2 separate regions of the Anas platyrhynchos genome follow, and region 2 is linked to region 1. The links are chromatin contacts, called in public Hi-C maps. All regions are on one chromosome and are shown on one strand. Each heading gives the region's core, a stretch centred on a gene start, on an enhancer-like site or on the middle of the called end of the contact. The rest is flanking DNA. Distances are from core to core; before and after follow the strand shown. Region 1 overlaps EHBP1 (EH domain binding protein 1). Region 2 holds the start of COMMD1 (copper metabolism domain containing 1).

Region 1 (5,805 bases), core at 2,141-4,640:
TTTCCTATTACTTCCACATTATTTATCACCTGTATTTGTGTTGTCATATCTAAAACCAATGGATGGGCATTTTAGGACAGGAAGCAATCTCTCCAAACCTGTGAATGATATAACGTGCTTTAGGGCATTCAAAATTAAAATTAATCATCAGCAATCATGGTACAGAATTTAGGGCTTACAGAATTAGGGCTCCTAAAACTAAAGAAGAGCAGTGGACAAAAAGAAAACTCATCTATCTTCCAGCTTAAGTTTATTATTCTTGATAACTGTTTGCTGTAGGCTACTTGAATGGCACACTCCAAACACCTGTTTTCTCACTGCAGCAGTTGGACATTTTCCTGGAGAAACCACTTAAAATACTGTTATTGGTCAAGGGAAAAAAAAAAAACAGAAGCATGAATGTGTCTCACAGAATGATACACACCTGAGATCTTACAAGGCACCATCAAACTTGAAAGGCTGGCATCTAAAATCAGGAAACGTTTGCAGTAAGGCAGGGGTTTTTCTTCACCATCACTACCTAGATATTCAAAAAGGCACAACCAGCAAACAGTGGCCTAAAACAGGATGTTGGAAATAGTGGGAAAAGCTCTAGAAAGGATTGGTGTGCAAGTGCGTTCAGTTCCCAAGACCTCAGTACACAAACAGCCTGGAAATTTGGGGCAGTGCTTTGTCCCACACGTGATGGTTTGCAGGCAGAGCTGGGTGCTGGCCCCTGGAAGCCATGGGCAGCACAAGCAGAGAAGGATGCTGAACACTCACCTACACAAGTGGTCCTTAAAAAGACAATGCTAATGATCTGCTAATGCAATGAAGGGAAACAAAATCCCATGTGTAACCACAATCACATCATTGTGGGTGATTGGTCAGAGGCAACAATAATGAAAGGGAGTTTCCAGACGCACAGAAAGCAGAATCTGTTCTCCATATCCGTAATGGGTAAGGCAAGAAATAGCAGCCCAAAACCGCATCAACAGATCCCCAGTGGTGAAGGCAATGAAGCACTGAAATGTGCTGCCTGGAGATGCTGCAGAGATCCCATCTTAAAAAGCTTTTAAGAAACAGTTTAGAGGAGTGTTTGTCTGGAATGATGCTGCAGGACAGACTGGGTAAAGCTGCCTCCAGCCCAGGCCTAGGCAAGTCTAGGAAAAAAGCTTCAAAACAAAAAATGGTGGGACATTTTTCTCCATTCATCTGCAAAACAGAAAACTGGAAAAGTTGTTTCATAGACCAAATCTTCACCCACTGAAAACTTCCTACGAGCTTTTCAATTCCATTCAAGAGTGTAGAAGGAATCAATCTCCAAGGTGTGAGTCCATTCTCAGTGCATGTGCTTACATCCTTTTCCTATACTCCTTGGAAAGAGAAGCTTTGGGCATGCTAGGAAGTAAAATGCCATTTTTTCCATGACTACCTTTATTTTAGACAAAGTTCTTGTACAGAGAGTCAAAAAACACTTCAACATATTAGGACCAACTTAAAGACAGAGTGGAAACAGCATATGCTCAAATTACCCTTCGGAGTAATGACAGAGAAAATCACTTACTAGATTTTTAAATGAAAGGCAAGTAGCCCCTGCTCGCTGAATGAACTCATGCCAATTTGTACGAGTTTGAAAGCCTATTACCTCGTCACAGGATGAAGGGGTCTTACTCAGCTATGAATTTCTCACTCTCCATCTTGCAACAACCAATATGAAGATCCGATACGATTATTCAGAAGAGTAACGAACCCAAGGTAACTTAACTATCTCAGGAAGAAAAGTCAGATAACCAAATAGAGTTTGGCTAAACAAAGATGCAATCTAAGACAAGAAAGTTCACAGTGAATATACAAAGAATGCAGCTGTTAAGGAGAGAAAAATATAGAAGAGACCTAGGGAAGAAGAATATTGACGTTTAGATATTAACAAACCATGCTATGAACAAAGTATTTATGGATTAGACGTGCAGTAGATGACAAAGGTTCACTTACTAAAACGCAAATACAGAGCAACCAATGTGTTAAAAAGTTTTAAAAAATATCAGAACATAAATGTATTTGCAAGACTAAAACAACAAAAATGAAAAACCACAAGTACCCTGCTTCATTTTCATTTACAGCACGATTTTCTTGCACAAACCACCACATCTCACTTCGGCTAAAACTTCACCTAAAAGTCCAGACTGATCCTGATCTGAATTTGACCGTGTCTGCAAACGGAGACCTCAAACTTCAGCCGTGTATCTGTTAGCTGACCCTTGCTCAGGCATGCTGAAGAAGCAATACAAAACGATTTTGGACACTAACTTTTAATAACAACAATAAAAACCTCAAAATAAATATTTTAGCAGAGTTCAAATTGCTTCACAACGGAAGAACATCCCTCAGTGTTTAGGCTTCAGCATCCTGCATTCTCAGTGGTGCTAACTAAAAAGGAAGGGAAGCCCTGCAGACTCTGGGGGCAGAGAACATGTTTGGACAAAAGGAAAGGCTCCCAAAGGGCTGTAAACATACCCTGCCCAAAGGTAACCCGTCCTTTTCCAATTCAGTGACAAATATTTTCCTTTAAAACCAGAAAAAACGTTACATTGAGCCTGAAATTAGTAAATCAGCAGTTTAGGGAGTGGGGAGATTAACCTCCAGTCCCTCAGTTCCCAAATGTTGAACCAGCAGGTGTTTTGTGCTCTGAAACGTCAGCCAGCCATTGAATCAGATGTCACTTGCTGAAACAGATGAATATATTTCCATCCACCACTAAGCGGAGCTGTTACTCTTGGAAAAAAGTTTCGTCAGCATTCCAAGTATATTTGGAGAGCAGATTTTGTTGGCAGTATCTACAGCTTTCTGTAGGTGGGGCAGGGGGACCAAAAGCAACCAGTTTTATTGTTGCTTAAGGTCTCAATTTCAGCAGTAAAGCTATTTAATAAGTTTAGTATTTCTGAGTGCTGTTTAGATTAACTGCTCTAATCCAACAATAAGCATCCAGCAGCAAATATTTGGCAGTTCTCACGGGATGAACTAATGGCATAACTGCGGTTGTAAAGAATAAGCCTGCACATAACAAAAGATTGTTTCGTAACTGATACCTGCTGGAGCCATTTCCATCTGCTTTGTCAGAGGCTGGGTGTTTTGGGGCACAGAAACCCTTAAAAAAACCTCCCACCGTGTGAGCGTTACTGCAGCTCAGTGAAGATTTGAGGCACAAAGTGAGAACGACACGCATCAGATGTCTCGCTGCCACCCCCAGACATCATCCAACAACATGTGAAAAAGCCATGTGCTTTTAAGGAACCTGAAGTCTACATGTGCATTATAAACTTCTGAAAAAAAAATAAAAAATACTCTGCAACGTCACAGGAAATCCAGCTATACCCAGAGGGGTTGACTGAGACATATACTGACATTGTTTTATCCAGAGCAGCTTGTACAGTGACAATTGGTGATGGAGACTTCCCTGATTAAAATAAACTAAGTGAGATAGAAAAGGAAACTCCAGGAAGCAGTAACTAAACTGTGTTTTGTGTTCCTAAGTCCCATAAACGAAAATAGAAACATGACATTTAAAAGCAAAGTATAAATTACACTTGGCTGTCAGCCCTTTTAAATGATCGGTCGCTGGCAATCAGAATAAACTTTAGCTTTCAAGGCCCAAATCACTTCTGATATCAAAAGGAAGAAAAAGCAGCTGGTTTTTTTAGGCAAAATAACTTTAACTGGCAAACTCCATTGCTTTTGCATACCTCAGTGCTGTGACATTACTGCAACTCAGTACACCAGGGTTTTTTTAAAGCTACATAAATAAAAACTAAACTGAGTTACTGAGAAACAGACCAAAATGAAACTACGTTCATGAGAGATAAACACGCTGTCTTAATGTCACACAGTCCTTTAAAATATCTTTCAAAAAGAGAAGAGGGAACTCCAGCTAAAGCAGTTTCCCCAGTTTTCAGCCTGGGCAGCCCCAGAGTGGAAGCTGCAGCCCAGCACGGAGGACAGAAAGGAAAAAAGGAGCTCCACGTAGCATTAAGCCCTGCCACTTGGTGCGCTGCAGAGTGAGATGTGCAGATGTCACAGCCCAGCTCAGACTTGCTCGCTCCCCAGCTCATAGAAAAATAATGTGTCATAACCCATAAACCCATGAGTCATAACCCAGCTCTAGCTTGTTTGCTCCACTGCTCACAGCAAAATAACGCCAAGACGACTGATGCTTACAGGGAGAGAATTTAAGCAGTGCATTACCCTACCCACTCACCTGTACTTAACCGGGACATAAGAATGAGTATTTTAATAAGCCTTCATTACTGTGGAACAAGCTTTTACCGTGTCTCAGCAGCCCAAATTTTACTCAAGCCCCTTCCAGCATTTGGACACCTTTCCATTATTAATCATCGTCTCACAGGTATAAAAAAAACACGTAACATTCCAGCTTACGTTCTCTATGACAAACGTCCATTCTTTGTCTTCAAACTCCTCAGCGTGGGGATCCTAGAAAAACAAAGCAGAGAACTTCGGTCTAAAAATAATCCAGGGTGCCACAGAGAGAAATTCAGCCAAGATTTTTTATACGCTCATAGAAATATTTTTACCCGCTGAAGATGATGGAGGGAAATATTTCAGCTAGGAGGTAGGCTTCAACGGATGTCAAGGAGATGACAAACAAGTTGGTGTAAAACTGCCAAAGATTTAATAAAGCCTCCTACGGATACACACACGAGGTTTCTTCTGATATATGCCCGTAATTCTCTTTGCTTTCATCCCAGGCAAAGAATAAACAAATCTCACTTGAATTCTTACATTCCACCTTCCAATAAGTCCAACACATCTACATCTCGCAGAGAACCGTGGAGGAAGGTGCTGCTCCTCTCTGGCGTGGGAAAGCGCCCACCTACAGCAAGCATCCAAACCATCGTCCCCACCACCTCGTGCCCAAAGCATGAGCAGAGATCCAGAGCCGTAGCTTCAGCTGAGCACCGCGTTTCACTGCAGATTACTTAGACACCTGTCCTTCCTTCACAATGTTTCTATTACATTACACTCAAGGAACAACAACTGTTTTCGCCAGCAGGAAGACAAATGATGAGTTTCACAGATTTGGCATTTATTTCCAATTTCATGAGCTCTCAGTGCAGTGGTGTAGTCTACATTGTGTTGTCTGAAATCAAGATCATGTCCGAAACTGTAAGTCATCCCCTTCAGGCCTTTATCAAGGATCTTACCTTAAGAAATAGGTATATATTTTAACATCATTAATTTATCATCCAGTCGTGCTTCTGAGCAGCTATAACCAAGTAATGTTCTCTTGCAAGGAAGGTAGCTTTAGCCTTTCTTCCTGACAGGAAGAGTCATTTTGCTATACCTCAATTTTATCCCATTATGTCTGCTTACAGGAAACCCCTCAACTACTCACTCACCTCTGCCACCTGCATGCTTTAAATAATTGCACATAAATGTCACTCCCCCATAACTCCTTCATCACACTCACTGAGATCCCTCAGTACCCCCAGAGTTTTCTTGTTTCTGTCTGAAGTCTGTTGATGACACCACACTAATTCTGCCTTGCTGCTGTAAGGTAACACAATGGATCGAGAGATTTTGCTTCTGCTTTGTGTATCTGCAGTGGTGCCCAGGTCTCACGTTCAATCATTACAGCCTTATCTGGGTCTTTGCTTTAACTAGCCAGCCACACTCAGTTTTGTCTTCAAATTTGACATGCAGTTGTTAACAGGGACTGTAACCCAGTACGAGAAACAACTCTCTTTAACTAGCTCTTAAACACACAAAAAAATGTAGAAAGCAGGAAGTTTACAGCATAAACAACCCCAG
Region 2 (5,805 bases), core at 1,931-4,430, 250 kb after region 1:
GTTGTTCAAACAACAGGAAACGTCTCACGCTGTATTTATTCTGTGTGATGGCTTCAGATGAGACAGTCTACGCCACAGGCAGAGATTTGTAAGCTAGCTCTGAGAGCTGAAAAGGAAGCATCACCAATAATACCTAGGACAACGGGCAGACAAAAGCTTAAGCCTTGGTACTTCCAAAGCATAACTTCTACCTCCCCACACTGACAGAAGCATGAGAGATACGGCCCTCTAAACAACCTAAAAGCCAAGGGATTTTTTCAGGATCTCTGTGGCTCAGCATCCTGAAGTATCCACAGGACTTTGGTGTTACTTCCTTTAAGTGCCCCACTAGATATAACGACACCAAAATCCATGCATACTCATCCTGAAGTTGTGCCTGAACAAAGCATTGCTGATTGCTTAGCTTAAAACTTCAACTTTGAAGTGCACCAATCTGTACAAAATTTGACTGTTTCCCAGGAATTTCACCCGTAAGGAGATGAGCAGAGTTCTGGGCATAAAGGCCAGCAGACACACACCTGGTAACAACAAGATGCTACCTTGAATTGGAAGGTGTGACCTCAAAGACCACAGGTGTTACCAGTTCTGGTTCTTAAAGCAGCACCTGGGGAACATGAAATCCTTCCCCCAGCAAATTGCCATGCTTCTGACCTGTATGCTGGTGTTACAACAATGAATAAACATCTCACAATTTTAATCATGTTTTCTAGGGCCTGGATTAACATTATGTAAAGAACAACTCTACCGTGCTTGAATAAGACCTGGCTTTGAAAGGGAAAATAAGAACACCCACAGACACAACCAGAAAGTCTTAAGTCCTGCAAGAATCAGAGTTTCAGATTCAGGTGGCAATATTCATTTCAGCATTTTCTGGGTATCAGCTGAATTGATCATTAAAGAAACTACGGACTCTACGTAAAAGCAGAAAATAAGTGCTAGTATCCTCATCGAATTCCAAACCTACCAACTATGTTTGCTAAAATTCTTTAGCTATTTCCTCTGGATGTGGCACTGGTTTTTCTTCTGGCCTCAAATACATCATTTTGGCTGAGCAGCTGTCACACTTCAGTCATGGCTAAGGAGCTACATGTTTCTGTAAAAACAGTGCATGCATAGAGTTTGGAGAATGTTCCTATAGCGCTAGCATTTATCTGAAGTTACTACATTATAGAACTGCATTGAAATGAGTAGAAAAAATACTACTTGTATTTGCTGGTTGTCTGTCACAGGTAGTCAAAAGCACCTCAAGAAAACACCAAACGATCTATGAAAAACAGGTGGGTCAAAAATAAGAAGAGTCACATCTGAAAATAGCCACCAGAACAGAGGACAGAGAATAACGCAGTAAAATCTGGCTTACGCAGACTTAGAGGAAACCAATTTCAAAAATAAACCATAAGAGTGAACCAGAAATTCTAATCTAGAGAATCTAGAGCAGAAGGTTGAAATATTAGCCAAATTACACAGTAAAAAAAAAAAAAAAAAAAAAAAAAAAAAAAAAAAAACACGCACAAAGTATCTATTTTTTTTAAAGAATATGGTAGAGCAGAAAGTTCAGTCCGTGGCTTTTTGTTTTGTCTCCCACTGGTCCTGTGGCTGCCGAGTAGGACTCGAAACATCCTGGCTTTGAGCCAAGGCATCAGGACATGACACTCATGAGGCATTAGTAATGCCAGTCACCATCACCCCCTAAGAGGGAACAGAGCACAGACAGTGGGTCTGAGGAACTCTGGTTTGCTGCCCACTGTACAAACTGACATTGATTTTGTTTTTCTTCAGTGAACTGATGAAAGAAATCACCTCACGCCCTACTCCCCTTCACTCGCTACTCCTGGCTATGCAGTCCAAGCTGCCTCCTTCATTCACTCTGACACTCAACCGATCTTTTCATGAGACAATTTACACTCAGGAGCTACAGTCTTTCTGTTTCTCTTCCTCCTCTTGAGTTATTCAACAACCCATCAGGAAACTGTCAGGTTACAGAGTGGTCTAGAAAGCACTGCAGTTGTCAGAAGGAAGCGGCAATAGATATGTGCAAAAAGGGGGCAAGAACACCCACCTTTTGAATCAAAGAATGGTTTGGGGTGGATTTTGGCAACAACACACTGCTAATTAGCATAGTGCATCTTGCAAGATACCGGGCAGATCTGACTGCTGTGGCTACCAAGGCAGATGTCTTCAGGTGTGAACAACAATAAAGAAATGACAAATCAAAGCGGTACGTTTCACGTACACGGCTCCTTACCTTACGGACAAACAAGGGGATGCTGCTGCTAACGGTGCTGTGAGCATGGTGTAATTATGAAAGATTAAGCTGGAGATGATGACTGCTGCCCTGTGGTCAGGAATTAGGGCAGCACCTGCTGTGCTAACACGCCTGTTAGTGCTAAGATACCACCCCCTGATACAGAGTTAGTGATGGAGAAACAACAGAAAGATGTTTTACAATCATTTATCTTTTGAGTAGAATACATGCTTTTGACCTTGTGAGAAATAAAAATATAGAGAGAAATAAAAATATAGAGACAAATAAAGCCAGTATCTTCTATTTTTTTTTGGACATCTTCCTGCCATACAAAATGATCCAAGGTAATTCCAAGTATTTCTTAGAGAGCTGTAAGTTAACATATAGGGTTGTTAAGGAGAGATGAATGATCTTTAGTAAAAGAAGGAGCATAAGGTAACAGTATGCACTGGTAGAGGACAAAGCAGATGCCGGAGCTTTATTTAAGATGCCAAGGAAGGTCTTAGAAAGAAAAGACCCACAACATAAGAAGTTGGCTGCTACCTAGTGGGATGCGGGCGTTACACACCCAAAACCAAACCCAATCTCCCGCTCCTCCTCACGGGAACCCCCCGACCAGCCCCGTGCCGAGCCGTGGGGACCCCCCCGGACCCCAGCCCCCGGGGGTACCTGCAGGAGGCCGCCCATCTTGGCTCGCAGGGCCGCGAACTCCTCGGGGGCCGCCTCGGGGTAGAGCTGCCCGCGGAGCAGCTCGGCCGTCAGCGCCGCGTTGCCGTGGTAGGCGGCCTGCGCGATGCCGCTGAGCAGGGCAGCCAGAGCTTTACAGCCCTCCGAGCCCGCTCCCAGTGCCTGGGACTGGTGGGACTGGTGTGACTGCGGCTGCTCGGCCATGTTGGAGGGGCGGCCCCAGCGCCTCGGCCCGCCCCGCTGCCGGCTCTCGGCTGGCGCCTGGCGGCCGGGGCTCGGGGTGGGAAGAGGCGGCTCTCGCCTTCCTGGCAGGATGAAAGGGAGCTCTGTGGGTGAGGAGGAGCTCGTGTTTTCGTCAGGGTGTCGTGGTTGGAGCCGGCACGGAGCCGTGCCCGAGGTAGCACTCACGCGGTGGAGGAGAAAGTGGTGGGTGCTGTTCCTCTTCACGGCTGGGTGAGGGATGGGGTGCTCCAGCCATCCCATAGGAAACAGCAAGCACCAACCAAATCCGTACCTCGAAACGCAGCAGCTCTAGAAGAACTTTATTTAACACAAATGTTGAGGCACACGCTGCCAGGCAATCATACATTTGACTTACCAACACAAGCAGTGACGCACACCAGCATGGATCCTTCACTGTCATCCCTTCGCTATTACACATTCACTGATGTAATTACAACATTCGCTATTATCACCACTATTTTTCCACGCCCTGACAATGCAATGTTTCAAAGTTATCCATGAATTAAAAAAAAAAAAAGCCATCCCCCAGAAGCCACAACCACAGAGGAATGACCCACTGCAGTGCAGTAAACCCCTGCGTTTTGAAATGTACTTGAATTAAAAAACTTCATTTTTTACTAAATATTCAAGTATTTTAAGGAAACTTCCATAGGATGTGCTTTGTATCCCTTTGTTGTAAGACACAAGGTAAACCACAAAACGTGGGGACAGTTCAGAAAGAGGTACTAATAAAAATCAAGTGTTTTCGCTGTGCACCACTCTATACAAGTTCTAATATAAAAAATATTAAAATGCTTTGTATGTACAGGCATATACAGTCACAAAAGAGCCTACATGCTCTCAAAGGAGATGCCTACAGCAACTGTTCTTCTGTTAATACAGTGGCATCATATACCACCTGATTTCAAATATTTAAGCCCTTCATTGTTGTACTTTTATGACATACAAGAAATATCATGTGTTGCTCTAAAATATAAATTATGATCGATACAGTCTGTTCTGCTCCATTCTTTATTCTGTATCTTTCTGAAAGCACGGAACTGGCAAAGAACACAGACCAGGTGCCTGGATCTGAGTGGGATTGCTGTATACCTCTTGAAGCTGGAGGCACAGGAAAAATCACCAGGATGTGCATCTATTATTTTCTTTCAGTTTTTCTGTTGATTTGGAGATCTGTTAACACGCTCACTTTCTCTAGTGGAGCTGGAAACACAGGAGATGCCGTTTGTTCCAATCACTAGAAATTAGTACTGTAGTAAGAGGAATGTATCTCCGTGCCTAATTTGGCTACAGACTCTTCAATGCACAGCTAACCATTCCTGGACTCAAAACACTCCTCTGGTGAGAATATTTGCTCCTATTTAAAAATAAAGTAAATATGAGCAGAGGAGAAGGGGCAGGGGGAAGTAATAGCCCTTCAATGGCCTGTCTGTATCACCATGGAAAATGAGATAATGTTTCCTCTCACTCTGGGTTAAATTTCTAGAGATTCTGCTCCTCGATGACATTCGTTCTCCCGCTGCAAGCTGAAATGTGTCATTAAGTCCTAATAAGCAATGCTGCTTTATTGACTTAGGTTGAGGTACAAATTTGCTTTAAAATTGCTTTTTCTTCTCAAATCTGTTCAGTTCGTTGCATGAAGATGGCAAAACAGCTGGAGAAAAGTGTCTACTTCTGACTTCAAAACCAGTATAAAATTATTCAAAATGCACATGGCAGCAACCAGTGACCTGTGTCTTTAAGAATATTTTTTATTTGATTTTGTAAACAACCTTAATTTTAAACAAATTAAAAATACATTGAAAATTCTCTATTTATATACACAGTACATGTTCAAACTTCACTTCATTGTGTTACCATGGTTTAAGCAGAAAAACAGGTTTCTATCCAAAGCCCAGTTGAATTACAACCATCCTCTGCAGTACAGCAAACCATCGTGCCAAGACACGGTCCTTTCAGCAATACTTCATTTGTTATTTATCACCTGAACCGTTTTTCGGCCGTAGTGGTAATAGCTGTACGCAGATGTTACCGTCGTGAACGCTGTGATGCACCTTTGGGAAAAAGAGTTCCTGTAAGTCAGGTGAGTCCGAGTATGACAGTAAATGTTAACACTTGTTTTAAAGAAGGGAAGAGACAATCATCTGCTTCAGTTTGTAGCCTGCAGAATTTTTACCAGCGTGGGAAGTGACTGATGTGAGAAACTATCCCTTGGCTGCACAAAAGGGGAGCATTCAGATAATAGGAAATACTTGAACTTAGTATTTCAACAAGCACCAAAGCTAAAGCTCAAGTTCTGTATTCGGCCTCTTTTTTTCCCTTCCCGGGCATTAGGAATTTCTAAATGAGCAGTGCTCCTCTCTGTCAAAGGCTGGCACCGTTCACTCGTGAGTCACTATTACAGTCCTGCCCCTCGCTGCCACTGCCAGGCTCGCTGACATCACTGTTGGAGCATTCCTACAGCATCCTGGTAAGTTACACCTCACATTTCTTCATTACTCACTATACGGGAACTCTCTCAGAGTCCCAGAGAAATAGCAAGGAAAGCATCTTTCACAGAGGCAGTTTTGGGTTCGGCTTTCCAACGGGATGAAAAACACAGTTGACTGTTAAGATAAAGGTTCCTAACT

Evidence for each region. A called contact is a pair of places that touch in the nucleus more often than the background predicts.
Region 2: a Hi-C map of subcutaneous adipose tissue shows a contact between it and region 1, with 3 times the contacts expected there. The contact joins the promoter of COMMD1 here to the enhancer-like site in region 1. A contact is called at or near these places in 2 of 8 Hi-C or Micro-C datasets (skeletal muscle and subcutaneous adipose tissue).

The regions. Positions count from the first base shown.
Region 1 is chr3:13,823,706-13,829,510 of IASCAAS_PekinDuck_T2T, forward strand. EHBP1 (EH domain binding protein 1) reads right to left here. Exons shown (of 25, transcript XM_038176016.2): 5 at 4,414-4,467. Among named protein-coding and RNA genes, the nearest start is that of EHBP1, 48 kb to the right of the region's middle. Within about 2 kb of position 3,391, at least 3 of the 8 cell types and tissues checked have an H3K27ac peak or open chromatin away from gene starts, as enhancers often do. A contact at or near this core is called in subcutaneous adipose tissue, where this site is marked.
Region 2 is chr3:14,072,701-14,078,505 of IASCAAS_PekinDuck_T2T, forward strand. COMMD1 (copper metabolism domain containing 1) reads right to left here and starts at 3,181. Exons shown (of 3, transcript XM_005019110.5): 1 at 2,915-3,181. The coding sequence starts at 3,136. It overlaps CRLS1 (cardiolipin synthase 1), which reads right to left. Exons shown (of 7, transcript XM_038176151.2): 7 at 4,909-5,229. The coding sequence ends at 5,142.